Linked DNA regions of Triticum aestivum: region 1 is linked to region 2. A link is a contact called in public Hi-C data. All regions are on one chromosome and are shown on one strand. Each heading gives the region's core, a stretch centred on a gene start, on an enhancer-like site or on the middle of the called end of the contact. The rest is flanking DNA. Distances are from core to core; before and after follow the strand shown. Region 1 holds the start of LOC123044280 (ninja-family protein 2). Region 2 has its middle 56 kb from the start of LOC123044280.

Evidence for each region. Hi-C and Micro-C count contacts between places; a contact is called where the count stands out from the background.
Region 1: a Hi-C map of root shows a contact between it and region 2, with 8 times the contacts expected there. The contact joins the promoter of LOC123044280 here to the enhancer-like site in region 2. A contact is called at or near these places in 5 of 5 Hi-C or Micro-C datasets (leaf, root and an unstated tissue) and 1 of 1 datasets of contacts at active chromatin or transcription factors (leaf).

Annotation. Positions count from the first base shown.
Region 1 is chr2B:190,635,627-190,638,568 of IWGSC CS RefSeq v2.1, forward strand. It overlaps LOC123044280 (ninja-family protein 2), which reads left to right and starts at 1,536. Exons shown (of 2, transcript NM_001426744.1): 1 at 1,536-2,446. The coding sequence starts at 1,945.
Region 2 is chr2B:190,580,084-190,583,051 of IWGSC CS RefSeq v2.1, forward strand. No RefSeq gene overlaps it. Among protein-coding and RNA genes, the nearest start is that of LOC123044280, 56 kb to the right of the region's middle. Within about 2 kb of position 1,633, at least 8 of the 8 cell types and tissues checked have an H3K27ac peak or open chromatin away from gene starts, as enhancers often do. A contact at or near this core is called in leaf and root, where this site is marked.

The DNA of each region.
Region 1 (2,942 bases), core at 286-2,785, 55 kb after region 2:
TAGGGCTAGAGCTTCATTCATTACCTTTCCCATCTAGGGTTTAGCTAGCCTAACCTCGAGGTAGATCGACCCTGTAATCATACTCATCAATATAGTCAAGCAGGAGTAGGGTTTTACCTCTTAGAGAGGGTCCGAACCTGGGTAAAACCTCGTGTCCCTTGTCTCCTGTTCCTCATCGATCCCAGATCCACAGCTCGGGACCCCCTACCCCGAGATCCGCCAGTTTTGACACAGCAGCGGCGAAGTGGGATAATTCTTCCTGGATTTCCCCATGTGATGCCCTTTCTTGGTGTGGCGTCGACAAGTCAGATGATGGCGTGAATCATCGAATACTCATCGTGTTGTTATTAGCATTTTCGATGACTGAGGAGGGGATGTTGTTTGGCATGTTTTTGTTCTTTAGTTCCGTCTCCGTTCGATGAAGCCTAATGCAAATATTACTCTATCCAAGGACTTGTGAGGTTTGTATGCCCCTCTTTTGTTTGGTCGGAGTTGTGATTATCTTCTAGCTCGCGTTGTTTTAGCTTCTTCAGGGTGACGACCTTTCCAGTTTGCAACCACGACGCTTGCTGGTCTAAATCGGCAACTTTTTAGGCCTTCTTTGGTTCATAGGAATTTTGTTGGAACTGTAAAGGATAGAAACTTCATAGGAAAAATCCCTTTGAAGCCTTATGGTTTGTAAGAATGGATTCATATTCCTGTGTAGGATATGATTCAATCCTTCACATTTCAAAGGAAAAAAACATTAGCCTAGACTTAATGAAAAAATTCCTATCTTATGCATCAAATGACATGTCTTTCTCTTTAGGAATTGAGATGCATGCCATCTCACATCCTATGATTTTCATATTCCTATACTATTCCTATCCTATCAATCAAAGCAGGCTTTAACCATCACTTCTGCAAGCTCCCCGGTTTCAACAATGTTGCGATGGAGGCCCAAAGACCGCAATGAGCTTTGCTCACGGCACGTCTTCAACAGGCACATTAAGAAAACGGTGCTGATTTTTGTAAGGACTTAACTGTAATTTCTCATGCTCGTAAATGATATTTTTGTAAATGCTGATTTGATTTAATATGTGATCTTTGACCATTTTGGAAAAAACTCTTAGTTTTCTACACTTTTGAGTAAAGGGTACACGAATGTGCCGTTTAAGCCTTTCTGATGCGTGCAAGGATTATTTATACCCAGCAATATTTACCGGAGGTGCGTATAGATACAATCATACAAATAGTAGGACATAGAAAAAGATACTAGTAGAAGTATAGTATGGAGGGACACCGCACGGGGAGCCGTGCCCTGAACCGGAAGCCCGAAACGTGTCAGGCAGACGCCCCTACGCGGCCTCGACACGTCACACTTCCCCAAGTACTCCCATTACCAACCGCGGTCCCAACCGAGCCGAGCCGCGCCGAGCCGCGCGCCGCCCGATGCCGGCTCGGCTTGTCGGGATCCAACACGTGTACCCGCTGTCCGACACGTGGCCGGCCTCCATGCGCTCGTAGTCCCATCCAACTAGCTCCCCCCTGTTCCCATTTCCAAACAATTTCGGTTTAATGGAGGGAGCAGTCTAACAACGAAGGAGATTAGAGCGACACGCACGCAGGCCTCCTTCTCTTCTCCTCTCCTCTCCATTCCCATCCCCCCTCTCCCTCCCTCCCCTCTCGCTCGAGGATCCCACACGCCGCGCGCAGGGATCTGATTGCCGCCGATTCTGCTGGCTCTGCTTCCCCGGCGCTCGTCGATTGTTCGTTCCTCCCTGGGCGCTGTGATGTTCTTCCCTCTGGGTTTGGAGACCGAGAATTGCCCGGCGCGGGACGGATTCGCGGCAATGGCGAGGTCTTCCTGAGAATTTGGCCGTCCTTGGAGGTTGGGGGGAGGAGGGATTGGCGTCTGCTTCGCGGCGGGGAATTGCTTGCTCTCTCTCTCTCTGCCGGACGGACATGGCGTCGAGGGACTTCTTGGGCAGGTTCGGCGGCGAGAAGGGCTCGTCGTCGGACAAGGCGGGGGGCGGCGCCGGCGAGCCCGACGAGGTGGTCGAGCTCAGCCTGGGCCTGTCCCTGGGCGGCTGCTTCGGCGCCAACTCCGGCCGGGACGCCAAGAAGCCGCGGCTGGTGCGCTCCTCCTCCCTCGCCGCCATGTACTCGCTCCCGGGCACCAGCGACGACCTCGCCGCCGCCACGCCCCCGCCGGCGCCGCTGATGCGCACCAGCTCGCTCCCCACCGAGACGGAGGAGGAGCGGTGGCGCCGCCGCGAGATGCAGAGCCTCAAGCGCCTCCAGGCCAAGCGCAAGCGCCTCGAGCGCCGCACCTCCATGAACTCCGGCAAGTCCGGCGGCAGCAGCAGCCGGGACGACGCCCAGGAGCCGCTCTACCCCAGCGCGTTCCAGCTCCGCCGCTCCGTCGTCGACCAGGGGAACACCTCCTCAAGCATGCCGGAGCAAGGTATACACATGCTTTCATCAGCTTCCCTACCACTCGAACTGTTTGCTACAATAAGCTTGCAATTCCCACTGTTCTATTGCGTTCCCTTGCTTGAATTATTCATTCAGCTGCCTGTTCTGGTTGCCAAGCTCTCGGCGATCCATGCAGGTCGGTGTCATGCCGAGCTTACCGTGGTTCTTTTGGTAGGAGATGCATGGGCAGAGGGGGGATCTAGCAAGTCGAGTGTTCTTTGCCATGGATCTTGCTTTGGTCTTGTGATTTACTGGGATCGATTCGTTAGAACGCTAGCTGAGCCGATGCTTTTCTTTTTCGCCAAATTCATTAGAAATGGGGAATTCTTTTCTGCACAACCTGATGATACTTCTACGTACGCATGGGATTTGTTGTGTTCTTTTCGGGGCGTTTGTTTTGGGTGATGTCATTTCTGGGATTATTTCGAGCCGTGCTGTTGCTCCTAGGGTCTCAAGAGATGCCTTCTACGGCATGTGTCTAAGCA
Region 2 (2,968 bases), core at 383-2,882:
TCGTGGAAATGGATGTATCTAGACGTATTTTAGTTCTAGATACATCCATTTCCGAGACAAGTAATTTCGAACGGAGGGAGTAGGTGAGGAGTTGACGAAGCCGAGTGGCCAGGTTAATCGCCTAGGAACCTAAACCCAAAACGGGTACGAGTCGCTTTTCAGTTTTAACTACTTTTGTCATGTCGGTCTTTACGTGACTTATACTTTAATATTTATGATATGAATGAGACACGTATTACCATAAAGAAAAAAACATGTGTCATCAATTTTGTTTGTTTGTTTGGCGTTTGGTGTATAAGCAGTTCTTATAAAACCCGAGAGAGTAGTCAGAATTGTGAAGTAGACTTGGCGATATTAAATATTGTTAGAGTTGGCAAGAAAACTTCGCACTAGCTAAGCCGAATCTTTGTTCAGAGATTAGCACTTACTGCATTCTTAAAAAAGGCATCAGCATTAGCATGTACTACTGCTGCTAACAATAATATCAGCAGCCTAACCACTACTTTGAAAGCGCAAGGTCGAACGCAACTTGGCGCCGTGCAACGAGCGGAGACGGGAGGACGCGGAGTAGATTATTAGGGTTTGAATCTGACAGCGTCCGATCGCCGTTTTTTTCTTCTTCCTTTCACCTTTTTTCTGTGGCGAACATCGTACAAAATCGATATCCCCAAGATCCTGCTCCCCGCCTCGCGGATTTGCCGGATCCCCTGCGAACGAGCCGCGTGTGGCTGTGGCTCTCCGTCGAGGTCCGGCAATTATTGGCTAGTCGCTGGTCAGCTCTGATGGCTGCGTGCCGGGTTTCGACGGATCATTTGTGAGCACGGATGCTTTAGACTGTTCTTCAGAGACACATCTTGGCTGGCTATACTTTCTGCCTAGCTGCTTGAGCTAAGCGTCCTTATTACGGTTGAGATCATCTGTATACTGTTGTAGAGATGAGCGTGTGTCTGTTCAGTACTGTCTGCATTTTCACCTTGTTATTGCAGCACTGCAGGGACAGTGTATTCGAAATCATCTGTATACCTGCGCGGCATCGACTGATGCCGAATGTACATTAGTCAAGCTGAAGAACATAAAGAACACCGGAAAAATTGACTGAGCTCATTTAACTGTCAAGTACGTGTTGAGCTGTTCCAGTAGCATGATTACAAACAAGTACGTGTTGAGCTACACAGATGGAATCCAGGAAAGAGATAACTACAGAGAACCCAGAGGTTTACACATGGAGGACGGGACCTCATACGACTATCTGTCTGTCGCCCACCCAGGCAACTCTTCCCGCCATACACACAGCCGGCTGGCCGCAGAGGATCCCTGACCCTCCCACCGGAAGACCACAAGCAAACGCTATCCGCCATCCACTTGTGGGCGGTTGGCCCCACCAAGGAGGACAGGCAGGCGCCCATCTCCGCCGTCCGTTCGCCCCCTCCGGGCCTTTCCCCCGACACGTGGATCTCCGCGCCGGTACGTCGCCGTCGCCCCCACCCGGGGGTGACGTGTCCGCCCACCGCAGACCCCGCGACAACACCCCACCTGCGCGCTTACCTCACCGCAGAATCACCCACAGGCCTCGTACCGCATGCGTGGCGCCAACCGCCGGGCCCGGGATCCGCGTGGCCCCGCGTGTCACTGGCCGCGGACGGGTCTCGAGGAACGAAAAGGGAGGGGCGCGACGGCAAAGCTGGCCTGCGTGTGGGGCGGTGAGCTGTCGTGGGACCCACGGGGGAGGAGGGAGGCCGCACGTGGCGCGCGATGCGGCGGCCTCACGCACACGTACCCGTACCGCCCGCCCGCCCGCGGGCTTTAAAAGCGGACGGATGCGCGGGGGGCGACGTGTCGCTGTGGCGTAGGCCCTCGGGGGTGGGACCCGCGGGGCGCGGCAAGTTGCAGCGGCTGTTTGTTGGGTGCCAGTTGCTGCCTGCTGGGTGCCCCTACAGGGTCGCGGAGAGCTACCCTCATCGCGTGGGGCCTCCAGCCGAGCCGACGCGAGCCGGCTCGGGGATGCTTTTTGATCTGGGTGTGGCTCGGCTTGGCGGCTTCGAGCTGGGAGAAACGAACGAGGTTACTGGATTGGCGCCGTGTTTCTTTTAACGCAGTATGTTAATGCACTCGATTGGTGCCGTAGGAAATACTACCTGGTACCGTGGGGCTCTTGTCTGTGGCATGAATGGTTCACGCACAAATTCGTGGATTTTCGGATAACGTCGTGCTGGTTCATGCTAAACTTGATATAGTATATACTATTGGAACATAAAAATCTTCCATTTTTCAACATACATCAATAAAATTATCATGAGATAAGAGTTATTCTTGCTTTGCTCCAAAATGTGCTTGTTTAACAAGAGACGGATCACGAAGGACCCGAACAGTCTTATAGATATTGCATTGCAGTTGCAAAATTCCAACTCGGTCCAAATACTTTGCCAAAAAAAAAACTCGAAGTCATCAACATGGTTCTCACACCTTATGGAGCTCGCCATCGCCAAGGACATAACCATTTGGATTGGGGGCTCGCCGTCGGTCCGTCGCCAACATAAGCCACACGAAGAAGAAACAAACGTTGAGTCACAACCACACATGGCCTTCCTTTCGGTATATTGGCCGGGAGGAAAACAGTTGCCATTCGGCCAAAACAGTCAGCATCGGAGCAACCAGAGATGCTACAAAACACCGCTCAAAAGAAGTGTGTGATAGAGCAGCAACATGTGCTTTGGATTAGACATCAGCACCCAATCTCCGACACGATGATGGACTCTAGGAGGATGGAAACAAGTGCACCTTGCCCTCCTCGGTTGGCTGAAGAAACATGAAACAAACGCCTCCACAATCACCAGATCCCATTGAGAGTGTAATCATACCCTTAATCTTGTTTTGATGTTAATGATATTAGTCCCTTTGGCATCATTGTGTAGGGATCATGGACCTACCAGGATATATATGACTCAAAAAGAAGCACACCTTCTTCTGT